Linked DNA regions of Cricetulus griseus: region 2 is linked to region 1. The links are chromatin contacts, called in public Hi-C maps. All regions are on one chromosome and are shown on one strand. The core of a region is the stretch at or near the end of the contact, and the rest is flanking DNA. Distances in the headings are between cores, read along the strand shown.

Region 1 (6,568 bases), core at 1,576-4,075:
GTCTGTTTTCTTGCTTGCAAAATTAAATCCATAAGTTTGACGTGTCAGCTTTTTTAGGAATAAAAACAAAATATTGAAGTAAAAACAGAAAAGGTAACAGGATTCTTTCATTTGTGGTTCCTAGATTTCATATAGATGTCTAAAATCACATGTGGATAATTGATATCAAAGTAGAAGCTAAACTATCTAGGCCAGTGGTTCTCAATCTGTGGGTCTCGACCCCCTTGAAAGTCACATATCAGATATCCTGTACATCAGATATTTACATTATTATTCATAACACTAGCAAAATTACAGTTACGAAGAAGCAACAAAATAATTTTATGGTTGAGGGTCACCACAACATGAAGAACTGTATTAAAGAGTCGCGGCATCAGGAAGGTTGAGAGCCACTGCTCTACTGAATGAATAGAGTTTTTTTAGTGAAAGCCTGAGTGGTTGAAAACCACTGGTCTAGGGAAACAAAGGGAATTGACAGGAGCTTGGAGACGAGAGGAGGATATATGGGAGGTGTCTTAGTCAGGGTTTCTATTGCTGTGAAGAGACACCATGACCACGGCAACTCTTATAAAGGAAAACATTTAATTGGGACTGGCTCTCAGTTCAGAGGTTTAGTCCATTATCATCACGGTGTCAAGCAAGCAGACATGGTACTGGAGAGGGAGTTGAGAGCTCTACATCTTGATCCACAGGCAACAGGAAGTGAACTCTCACACTGGGTGTGGCTTAAGCATATAAGCTCTAAAGCATGCCTCCATAGCGACGCTTTTTTTCCAACAAGTGTTGTGGAATATTATTTTAACTGGGCAAAGATGTGTTATATTTGTTTATGCTGCAGAATATTATTTTAACTGTATGAGGGTGTTACATTTTTATGCTGCATTTGTTTGACAATGTAAGGATGTGTGTTTAATTATGTAAAGATGTGTTGCATTTGTTTCACCTTGCCTGCCTAAGACATCTGATTGGTCTAATAAAGAGCTGAATGGTCATAGCTAGGCAGAGAAAGGAAAGGCAGGGGTTGTGGGAAGAGAGAATAAATAGAAGGAGGAATCTAAGAAGAGAGAAGAAGGAAAGAGGAGAGAGAAGGAGAGAGAGAAGCCCAAGGCCAGAAGCCAGCCATCCAGACATGAGAAACAGTGAAAGTAAGATATATAGAAGGTAAGAAAAGTAAAAAGCCCTGAGGCAAAAGGTAGATAAAAAGAAACAGGTTAATTTAAGTTTAAAAAAGCTAGCCAGGAATGAGCCTAAGCTAGGCTGAGTATTAATAACTAATGAGTCTCCGTGTCATGATTTGGGAGCTTGTTGGTGGCCTCAAAGAAAAAGCCTGGTACAGACAAGGCCACACCTACTCCAACAGGGCATACCTCCTAATAGTAACACTCATGGGGCAAACATTCAAACATGTTGAGTCTATGGGGTCATACATGTTCAAACCACCACAAAGGGTATGTCCAACATACGACATATACCTGAATAAAAATGTCATTGTGGCGCTGGAGAGATTTCAGCAACTAAGAGCCCATGCTTACTCTTGCAGAGAACCTGAGTTCAGTTCCCAGCACCTATGTTGAATGACTCACAGTTGTCTGTAACTGCAGTTTTTGGAGACCTAATGTCCACTTCTGGCCTCTAAGAGTGCTCATATGCACATATAGATAAAAATAAATCTAATTTTTAAAATGTTCTTATGAAATAATACCATGTATAAGGAATATACACAATGGAAATCTAAAATAACAATAACTGAAAAATTTAAAGAAAAGGGATTTGTGAATGTGAGAATTTTAAGGCAAATGCAATAACCTAACCAAGCAGGTGGTCATCTAGGGTTCTCTGGTGTGTGGAAAGGTGCACAGCCCCAGGCTACTCCCTCTCGCAGACCTCTGTGGCTAGTTTTGACAATTGAGTGCACTAGTAAATGACTCCCGGGTCCAAGGCTCCATCCATCTCCCCCAACATACCACCCCCATGAAGTAGATCTTAGCTCCATCTTGGAGCTGTGTACAAAGAAGTTCATAGAAGTTAAGCATCTCCATGTTGCCAGAAAATAACACAAGAGATTTGGGATTTGAACCCAGAGCTCCAACATCAACATCAGACAGTTTCTCATTGGCCTGGAGCTCACTAATTAGGCTAGGCTAGCTGGCCAAATGAGCCTCAGGGACCCACCCATCTCTGCCTACCCCATGCTGAGATTACTTTCATGCACCACTGTGCCTGGAGTTTTTCACAGGGCTTCTGGAAACAGAATCCAGATTCTCAGGCTCTTTGAACTGTGCCACCTAACCGCACAGTACCCTCTACTATCTTTTCATGTGTCTAATACAGTAAGCACTACTCACATGTATCTATTTAAACTTGAATTAACTAGGATTCAAGAGAATATAAATGTCCTCGCTAGCTATATTTCAAGTGCTCAGTAACCAGATGTGGCTGCTGTGTCAGCATAATTGTCCTAAGACATTTCCATCATCTTGGAGGGTTCTAGTGGGCAGTGCTGCTGGCATGCGACTGAGTGCTGAGGTCAGCAAGATAGAGTCGGGCTGTAGAAGTCTTTTATTTCTCTCTGCTGTGTCCTTCCTTTATCTCTACCATCTCGTTCTGAATACTCTTTCCAGAGCCTTCGGCCTTCCACCTAAGTGCATGCCTGGGGCTGGGCTGCTGACTCTGTAAAGCACTCAGAATACCAGGCAGCCCCGGGATTTTGATGACAAAGACGGATGCTGGCACTGTGCCCAGACCCAGAAACAGCAGCTCGGAAGCAATGCACAGCGACGGCACCAGAGTGGGCAGCAGACACCCCTGCAAAGCTGCTGCTTGTCTACCAGATCTGCCAGATGCACTGAAGGGAGAGGAAGTCAGAAGGGAAGTGAAGGGACAGGAGCAGCAGGGCTAAGGACACCCCAAACCTGCTGACTCCATTCTCTTCCTCCAGCTATTCCAGGTACACACATACCCTCCACAACCAGGAAGGACAGACACTTCATTTGCCATTGAGCTTAGCAATCACTCAGGGCACCCACCAAACATGAACTGATGTGATCCTGGACTGAATTATATGTAGAAACTGAATCCCCCTGAAGATGCCAATTCTAGTGTAAGTTAGGTGTGTGGGCACATGCCTGCAATGCCAGAATTCAGGAGGTAGACAGAGGACCTCCAGGTCAAGGCTAGTCTGGGCTGTGTGACAAGATCCTGTCTCAAACAAAAGATCCTAGAACAAGTGCTGGAATCAGATATTGCTTTAAAAGAGAGAAAGAAAGAAAGAAAGAAAGAAAGAAAGAAAGAAAGAAAGAAAGAAAGAGTTGATATAGACATCTTTCCTTATCTGCCCCTGATGATGTCTCCTTTGTTGTTATCTCTGACTGGTCTGGGATATTTAGAAGTTCCCATGGAAATTCACAGTTATATTTTCAGGGTGGTTTGTCCCTATCAAAACTCACATTGTAAACATCCTGCCATGAGTGATTGTGGGTGAGTGGCCCAGCATAGCTTGTTACAGCTTCTGAAGCCCAGACTCTGATCCTAACAACGGCAGTGACGATGCTGAGGCCTAGTCACCAATGTGACAGTGTTGATAGATGATGGGCCATTCTGAGGTGATGGATGAAAGCCTTTCTCCCAGTATTGAATTCTTGGTCTTGTGGGACTGGGCTAGTGACAGCGAGAACAGTATGAAGTGTCTAGCTACCTTTGTCTCTGCCCTCTATTTCCCACACATGCACTGGATACTCTTACACACTTCTGCTTCCCGATGCCCCTGCCACCTGATCTACTGGGTTATGATACAGAAGGAGGCCCTTACCAGATGCAACAACCCAATCTTGGACTTTCTTGTCTCAAAACGATGAGCTAAATCAATCCATTTGCTTTATAAATGGCACAGTCTCTGGCATTCTGTTATAGCAATGGAAAATGAACTAAAACACTCATTCTCCCTAGAAGTGCTTTGTTTTCACACAAAGTGTTATTTGGAGACATATGGAGCTTCAGCTGTTATTTCTGATATGTAGACAGAAAACTATCCACCTTGCTTAACAATTGGACCTGCATTACTTTTCTGACCAAACCTGCTCAGCTCTTTGTATAATTTAGGCAGAATATCTTCAGAACCTCACAAGAGACTCTTTAAGTAATCTGGGGGTGCTTATTTGTAAGCTACCATTTTGCTCACGTGAGTTTGATTTTTTTAAATATTGCCTTTGGATCCCCTGTCTTCGGTTTAAATTGTTTGGAGTTTCTTCAATTTGTCCTTCCCAGGGAGAGACTGTGGCTTTGCTCCAAACTACACTCTACATCTTCCTCTAAGTTTCCTGGTTTGTTTTGGTTCCTATAACTGGAGCTGTCACTCTCCAGACTGCTGAGCATGCAGCCTGCTGGAAAGAAAACAGAACCAGGCTCCTGCAGCTGCAGCTCCGGTCACAGGGCTGAGGAGCTGAGAAACCCCTGGGAGGAGCAGCAGGATAAAAAATGAAGGGCCACCCTGGGGCTCCCAGTTCCACCCTAGAGGGACACAAAGGGCACTGGAAAGCCATGCTTACAGTTTCTCAGGGACCTGACATTCTGCTCTGTTGTCCCAGTGACTCACATGATTTTCCAGGCCTTCAAACTGGGTCAACAGCTTTGTTTGTCCCTACGATCCCCTGGGAGGTAACTCTGGGAAAAGTGGTTGAATGGGGAGGTTTGGCCAGTTGGTTCTTTTGACTGGCTTCTGGCCTCAGCAATTATTACTGGTATTCAGGCCAGGAGTAGGGAGAACTAAGTACTGCATCTGGTTAAATCAACAAATGTGTGTTCCTAACTAAGTGTCAGCATGCTGCTACATGGTGGCTCTCCACATAGAACCAGAGAACTAGAGAACTTGGGAAAGCCCTAAAAATAAGATGTCCACTCTTTGCAGGTAAGAAAGATGGCAAGATGGATGGGGTCAGGTGGCATGCCTGTAAAGTGCTCAATTCTCAAGCATAAGGATTTATGTTCAGACCCTCCAAAACCCACATTTAAAAGCTGGACATGGCAGACACACAACTGCAATCCCAGTGCTGGAGAGGTAGAGATTTGAGGGCACTGGAGGTTTGATGGACAGCTAGTCTAGATGAATCAGGGAGCTACAGGTTCAGTGAGAGATTCCATCTCAAAAATTAAGATGGAGAGAAATAGAGGGAGGGACCCAATGTTGACCCTGTCACTCAGCCTAGCATGAGGAGACCCAGGTTCTGACTCCCGAAACTGTAGAAACAAAAACAGCAAGCTTGTGCTACCCATCTAGTCTGACACTCCCACCAGTTTGTGAGTGGATCTGGCAACTTCTTCATTTATTAAGTCAAAGGGTAAACCTGGGTCAGTATTCTTCAAATTTGAGAAGTCAAGTACCCAAGAATATAGTTGAAGACTTGAAGAACTTGATTTTTACATGTTAGAATTAAAGCCTTCAGGTAGCAGTGCTATTTCTAGTGGCCAGAAAAAAAAGATACCTGCAAGCAGGTGCAGCTGATCTAATGAAGATGGCAGCTGTTTTGCTCAGAGGCCTGAACTCCACAACAGTCTCTGAGTACTTGGGCATGTTTTCTGTTTCGTTTTGATTTTATTTGAAGTTAGAGTCTCATGCATCCCAGGCTGGATCCAAATTCAGTATGTTGCCAGCAGTGGCCCTGAACTGATAAACCTACTTCTGCCTCCCTAGTTCTGGGACTATCGGCCTACATCACCATGCTCAGTTTACCTAGCACTGAGAGTGAAAGCAGTGCTTGTACAGGCTGACTAGGCAGGCACTCCACCAACTGAACTCTGTTCCTAGCCGCTAGGATATCTTAGTTACTTTGAAGTAACTCAAGATCCACTTATGAGTGGACTGGTGGTGCTGGTGGTGTAGCTCAGTGGTAGCGGGTGTGCTTAGTATCAAATGCAAGGTCCTGTGCTCAATTACTCAATACTGCACAGAGACACGCTTGTGAGGTGGCTAGCCACATTGTCCAGATGTTTATGTTCACTGCAGATGGTCTCAGAGGAAATCTGAAACCACAAATACCTATAGATAACTTTTAGACCCAAGGACTCATCCATGGGACGCTCAAGAGTCTGAGAAACACTCACCCAGGGTTTGTCGGCTTCTCTCCTTGCTGAGTGATGGGGGATGAACTTTTCCTTGAGTGCTTTCCAAAGACAAAGCCTGTCCAAAGACAACTTAGGACTGACAAGTCCCTTGGCCAAGCCTTGGAAATATAAGTATAATATTCCATCTACACTCTGGGTACCTAATAGAGAATGTGATCTGTAAGTCTAGAAATACATGAGTTCATCATGAGATTAACATGGAGGATGGGCCTGGGTCATTTAACATGAAGGCTCCTCTGAGGAAGGCCTCCCTCCGGAGCCTCACTTAGGTCAAGGATTAATCACTCTGACAAAGGCATGATCTTCTGAAGGATCCTTGGTCACAACATTAAGACAGTGGTTGCTAACTTAAAACAGAAGAGGAGGGTCTAGAGCAGTGGTTCTCAATACATGGGTCACCACCCCCTTGATGCTCTGTCAAAGGACCAGAGTTCAGTTCCCAATTACGCAG
Region 2 (6,568 bases), core at 1,061-3,560, 160 kb after region 1:
TCTGGAGCAGGGGCTGGAGTGACCGTGACCGCAGGGAGCTGGGCTGGCTCCTCCTCTTAAAGGACAAACATGGGTTAGGTGAGAGCGGAGCAGGTTGAGAGCAGCTGCAGAGACAGGCAGGAGAAACTACAGGACATTTGACATGAGGGGCTCAGGAGGCTTGTTTGGGACCTGGGACCAGTGCTTATTCTGTCCCCTGAAAACAAAGGCATCTGGGAAGCATTCCCTTGTGTTTGCGGGTATTTCCTGGTATTGTGGCCAAGGAGCAGGGAGGGCTGATCCTTTGGAAAGGATCCCACTGAATTTAAAGGCAAGCAGCTCGGAGGCTTGGAAAAATCTGAAATGCTCAGGTTAGCTACAGGATAACAACGTCGTGGCTGTGTGGCTTTGGGCAGTTCACTTGACCTCTCTGAACCTTGGTTTCCTAGGCTATGGAATAGAAAGAATGACAGCTGCTTGGCTCCCTCTATGGGTTTCTGAGTAAGGCTGGTAAACCTGGTGTGGAGAGCCCATGTGGCAATTGCTGCTCTACTTCCTTAGTCATAGCTGCCAATGGATGCTAGGCCTCTGTCACTGGACTCCAAGTCACCTTCCTGCAGTAAGGTTTCTCATTTCAGATTACTGACAGCAACCATGTCCATGTGTAGAAGTCACGGGAAGAAGGAATCGAGTCCCACTTGGGATGCGGTTTGGGAAATATGTGAGAGGTGAGTGCTCCCCTGTCCTTCCCTCGCCTGTCCCATCTGGGAGAGCAAGGAGGAAGTGACTGGGAGCAGGTGGTGGCAGAAAAACATCACTGAAGGAAGAACCTGCGTGACACTGACTGACATGTGTCTCAGTGTCAGCTCTATACAGGCTGTGACAGGAGGTGGGGCAGGAGAAACCTGGCCAGTGGCCAGTCTAGCCATCCTCTCACCGTCAGGACTGCTCTCTGCTTTGGTCTGGGGGTGGACTCTGGCCTCCTGATTCAAACTCTCCTGCTTGTCCTTGGAGGGGCGGGCTGTGAAGGAGAAAGGAAGACATCTTATCTGGGACCTCAGTGTCCAGTCAGGACTCTGCATTGCCCAGCGGTGACAAGTCAGGGAAGGCTGGCCTAGGCCTGTGGTGTCTGGGTCTGAGCTCTCAGGGCCTACCCCTGGTGCCCACCATCACTACCTGGCTATGACCTAAGGCAGATTGCTCCTCCTGTTTCCTCTCTCATAAACATATGGCTGGATTGGGGACCAGCCTGCAAGAAGCATTTCCCTCATGACCTCAAGTGATAGCTCATTGGAGGCATCTGACCCAAACTTGGTAGGACAGTCCCTGCCAGGATCAACGATGTCCTTGATAGTCAGGGAGTGGAGAAATGATGGCAGAGAGTCCAGTTTTGCCACTCTAGGACTAGATGATCCATTAGGTCCCTTGCAGCTCACTTGTCACAGGTCTCCTAGAAGCCAGGACAACACATTCTGCGTGGGCTGCTCTAGGGGGCTGCTGCCTAGGAGCCTTCCTCTGCAGAAGGGGGAAGGAATCAAGCTTCGGCTTTACCCTTTTGATCCCAGACACCAAGATTCCAAGTGGGTGTCACATTTTATTGGGACAGATTTTACTGGAGACCGCTAGAGTAGCAGGCAACAGAATAGCTGCCCCAATTTCCACGAGAGAAAAATAACAGGGAGGCCACCTCTCTGCCTATATTGACTGTGCCAGGAGATGTGCAAAGGACTTCACATTAATAACTTTGACATAGAGAAGAAAAAGGGGTGGGCTGAGAAGCAGGAGCTTAAGTGGCCCCCCTGTCAGCTGTGTGGCATGAGGGATGGGTAGGGAAGGCAGGACAATGGTGCAAACGGGCATGTGAAGTAAAGGCCACATGGTTTCTGTCGTAAATGCAGGCTTGCTCTCTCCATGAACATCGGGTTGCTTGGGAAGCCAGTGTGTTGTCTGCAAATGGCAACACCATGAGACACCCAGAGAGAGCACTGACTTGAGGATCCAGGAGACAAGAGTGCTTGACTGGTGCAGTGCTTCCCTACACCATCAGGCACATGTTGGAGCCTGAGGGCCTGGGAGTGAATCTTAGCTTGACCAGGTGCACTGTAACGATGGCCCAGCTGGCTGATTTCTTAGCCTCTGCATCTCTCAGTCACTTCACCTGTAAAGCCTTCCAGAGTTGTAGTGGATGGTGGAAGGATTTATGCAGGACTGTATTTAAAACAGCCCCTAGATGTCACTGTGTTACTTTTTGGTTGTAATGATGATAGTGATATGACTGCAGTTGGGGCCAGCAGCTTTCCACCCAGGAAAACAGTTCTGCGGTGAAAATGCCCAGCATTCCAGAGGGTTTGAGTTGGAAGAGTCCCTGGAGATCATCTAATGGGGCGGCGGTGCAGACAGACTGCACGGATGCTAAGAAAGTACAGTCTGGAAAGTTAGTTGGAATAAAGACAATGCCTGGATCCCGGATAGGCAGCAAATAGAAAAACAGTTCTGGCATTTCCTCCTTGCTACCTGTGCTCTAAACCCTCAGAGTCATTCTGCTGCTGCTGCCTTGGCAGTAAATGCCATTTGCAGAGTCACTGCTATGGCCCCTCTGGTCCTTCAAGTTATCGGGGCACCCAGCTGATTTTTTCTGGAGTTTTTAGGACTTCAGAACAACCCTGCCTCCTCAACCAAATGCCTAGGGCCCTCTAGGCACTAATCATGAGCTGTAACATCCTGATGAACAGACAGTCACCACCATCAAAGAAGGACATCCTGAGATCCCCATCCTGGCTCTGGCACATCAGCTGACTGCTGACTGGAGGAACTCACAACCTTCATCACTTGCCCCAGCCCCTCATTTCCCAGGTTATTGCTGCTCGATCTCTCTGTCTCTCTGTCTCTGTCTCTCTCTGTCTCTCTCTGTCTCTCTCTGCCTCTCTCTCTCTCTCTCTCTCTCTCTCTCTCTCTCTCTCTCTCTCTCTCTCACACACACACACACACACACACACACACACACACACACACCTGACTGGGAGCACAAGAGAAGCATGGGAGCAGGGGGAGGAAAACACCACCCTGGGGAGGTGAGAGTTCAGAGGACAGGGAACATCTGTGGAGAGAGCTGAGTCTGGGAAACTCCACCTGGAAAGGGTGGAAACATCTGGATGGCCATCTGGAAGCTGTCAGGGAAATGTGGCTTGGGAACAAAGGCCTGAGAGGACCTAGCCCCTCCCGGGTGGAGGTGTTGGCAAATGCTCAGACCCCAGCTCTGAGCAGCATTGCATCCCAGGACACTTCTGCAGTTATTCATCTCAAGGGGGGGTCCTGGCTTGCCACACCCACAGTCCATATACCACGTCTCCCCTGTCATTGTTCCCTCGAGTGCCCTCTCCCCACCCAGCATGGCTGGATCATCTCCTTAGTGCCAATCTCCTGTGACCTCAGCCTGGCCTCAACACCACATAATCCTGTTAAGACAAGTAGGCCAGCTGGCAGCTGATGCTCACAAAGGTGCCCGGGTCTGGGAGCCCCACAGTTCATTCAGGAGAAGTTCTTTGTTTTCAGGGCTCGGCTAGAGTCTATGGTTCTACTGGGAATGGCTTGGCATGACTTAAAGTCCTTTTGGAAGCCAGGCCAGGTCCATCCCAGACTTCAGACCTGAGACTGCCCAAGTCTGCTCACTCCTCAGAGGTGCTGTTCATGTGGGGTGTCTTTGTTGCCAAGGCTCATCTTGAAGAATTTCTTTCTTTCTTTTTAATTTTGTTTGTGTTGGTATTTTGCCTGCACAGATGCCTGTGTGAGGGTGTCAGATCCTCTGGAACTAGAGTTACAGACAGCTGTGAGCTGCCATGTGGGTACTGGAAATTGAACCCAGGTCCTCTGGAAGACCAGCCAGCACTCCTAACCACTGAGCAATCTCTCCAGATCCCACCTTGAAGAATTTCTAAGGAAGGTCTTACTGCCTTGTCCTTGACACTGCTTTTCCCAGTACAGCATACTTTTAAACACACAGCCCCCCTATTGTGTCTCAAGGGGAAAGTCTGAGATCCTAAAAGGTGCCCCTTCACCAGAAAGGCCAGTCAGCGGTCTCCTGGGGCTCATTATTTTGTGCCATATTCAGCCTCTCTTGCCTAACTGCCTGCCATGGCTTTGCCCAAAACTAGCGTTTTCCTAGTGGGCTTTCTTCATGGGCTTAGTTCTCTACCAGTGACCAAGTCCAAAGGCAGCAGGAGAGTTCCTGAGAGGCAGGCAGTAGGGTGTAAGAGGTATGTGGGGTAGTGCTCTGGGGAAGTGAGAAGACAGACCGGAGTTGATAAGGTGGACAATGGGACTCTCTGGTCAAGTTCGACTTCAGCACCTTAAACACTGCATTCTGCTCCCCAAAAGTGGCTGTGACATCTCCTAGGGTGTCCTTTAGGACTCGTGGCTGGAAGGAGGGCCAAGCTTCCTAGGACTCCAGAGCTGAATCCAAAGCAAAGAGAAATGTCACAGGGCTGTGGAGGATGTGTCCCCTGAAGCATCCCTGGCCAGTCAACCTGTGGGACATTGGATCTGCCCCAACACAGATCCAAATAGGCCATATAGCATTTGTGTCCTGACTGTGGATAAGGCCCTTCACTTTACAGACAGGGACACAGGGCAGGGAAACAATGGAATATTACTTGAGGACCCCAGTAACTATGTCTCACATGGCTCTCTCTTGGTGAGCCCAGGTCTTAGGTATTCCTTGTCTTCCAGACTGTCTAGCTTTCACTACCCACCCTCTCTTCTGATAACTCTGTCCTCCCAGCCCAGCCCACTGTCACTAGCGTTTGCAAATCCCAGCTTCTCTCCAGTAGCAGGAGGGGAGGCACACATGGGGCAGACCAGCAGGTCTGAGGAGGCCTTGCTTACCTTCCCCCAGGGGGTCCAGGCTGTGGAGCATGAGATGGTAGATGGTGCTGCGGATGATGCTGTTGTGTAGTGAGGCCGAGCTGCTCCCTCGGGTCAGCACAGACGGGAGCTGAGCAAGGGGAGAGCCGCACAGGCCTCAGTGGGGCCCTGCCCAGGTCAGGGGAGGAGCTGCAGGAGGGCTCGCCAACCTGCCTCCTTCCCACAGAGACCAGAGAGAGGGTGCCCCTTGCCCTGAGCCCCTGCTTCCTTCACCTCCAACTCTCTCTCATCCTCCCTTTTGGTCCTCCAGGACTAGCTCCTTCTGTACTGTACATGAGTCCCATAGCCTCCACAGAGAACAGGTCATATGGATCAGTAGTAACATGTTATGGGAAGGTTTGCACCTCACTGCAAGCAACCTTTCTAGAAACACACCCTTATCACACAGGCAGGCTACTGCGCCAGGCACAGCCCCTTACAGTCTGCACATTGTGCCTGGCCGTGTTCTGTCATTGTCCTATGCCCAGGGATAAGCAAAGTTGGAAGCCCCTTTGACAGGAAAGAAGGAAGAATGGGGGTGGGGGGTTAAGATCAAGTAGGGAGCTAGTGAAGCTAGCAGCCCAGGGCTACTGATTGTGAGCCCACTTTGACTTTACACTCTGGTGCTCAGAGACCTTCAGAGGTACCGAAGTACACACACCTGTACTGCACACAGATGTGACACATATTTGCTCAAAATGACACAAAGAAAATACCGTAAGATTACCACAGGAGTCTCCCTCTTTGCCCTCCCCACCCCGTCCGAGCTGAACTCTTCCGCCACCTAGTGGCTGTGGCCATTACAATAGACTTGGAGATTTTTCTTTGGATAGGGGAAGTTTCTGCCTCCCCAAGCCCCACCCACCCACCACCACCTGCCCTGACTTCTATCAAAGTTCCCCCATAACTCCTTTCATAAAGTGCCTTAGGCTAATCTTTCAGAAACCTTAGGCCCTGCCAGCTCAAGAGCTTTCCCCTGGTTCCTTACATCTGGGTATGCTAAAGCCACCAGTAATTGAACTTTTTTATCAATCAATGTTGGAACTGGAAAGTATGACTTGAGTTTCTCTAGTCCAAACTGCATCTTATAAACATAGAACCCTAGTTTATACAGGAGGCTCAGGAAAAAGTGAGCTGTGATGTTAAAGAGATAGTTCCCATGCTAGCTCTGTGTGGAATAAGAGGCCCTCACCACACAGCCTGCTCCTCCCTGGCTCACCTTGGTAGCTCCCAGGAGCCTCCCAGGTCTCTGGGTTGACTAGCATCAGGACTGTAGCACCCTGTGTGCAGACATATGCTGAGACCCTGAGGTGTCCCCACTCGAGCCAAGACTCCACAATATCCCTGTTCAAACTGGGACCCTGCAGTTTGTCTTCACTGGGTAAGCTTCATAAACCCACCTTGAGCTTCTTGTTATCCTGTGACTCATTTTCCTCAATGGCACCATCACTGGGCTGCAGAGGAGAGCAAAGATCAAGAGATGAATCACACATGTCATGGAGAGACCCTGCTTCTTTGGCCCTACCTGCCCCTCTCTCTGGGGAAGCTGCCGGTACAACCCAGAAACACCCTGGAGCTCATCTGTCTTCAGCAAATGTCTCAACATGCCTGCCACCCTTTGGCTCAGATGTGTCACCTGTCTGAAAAGGCATCCCAGGCTCCTGTTAGTCCTGCTTTGGCTCCTCACATA

What was found. Hi-C and Micro-C count contacts between places; a contact is called where the count stands out from the background.
Region 2: a Hi-C map of liver shows a contact between it and region 1, with 3 times the contacts expected there. The contact joins two enhancer-like sites. A contact is called at or near these places in 5 of 8 Hi-C or Micro-C datasets (the CHL-YN cell line, the CHO-K1 cell line, fibroblasts and 1 more).

The regions. Positions count from the first base shown.
Region 1 is chr4:176,380,791-176,387,358 of CriGri-PICRH-1.0, forward strand. No RefSeq gene overlaps it. Among named protein-coding and RNA genes, the nearest start is that of Trnaq-cug, 28 kb to the left of the region's middle. Within about 2 kb of position 2,826, at least 1 of the 6 cell types and tissues checked has open chromatin away from gene starts, as enhancers often do.
Region 2 is chr4:176,538,796-176,545,363 of CriGri-PICRH-1.0, forward strand. Slc24a1 (sodium/potassium/calcium exchanger 1) reads right to left here. Exons shown (of 9, transcript XM_027411360.2): 2 at 6,279-6,332; 3 at 4,861-4,969; 4 at 917-1,000; 5 at 1-55. Among named protein-coding and RNA genes, the nearest start is that of Slc24a1, 16 kb to the right of the region's middle. Within about 2 kb of position 2,311, at least 2 of the 6 cell types and tissues checked have open chromatin away from gene starts, as enhancers often do.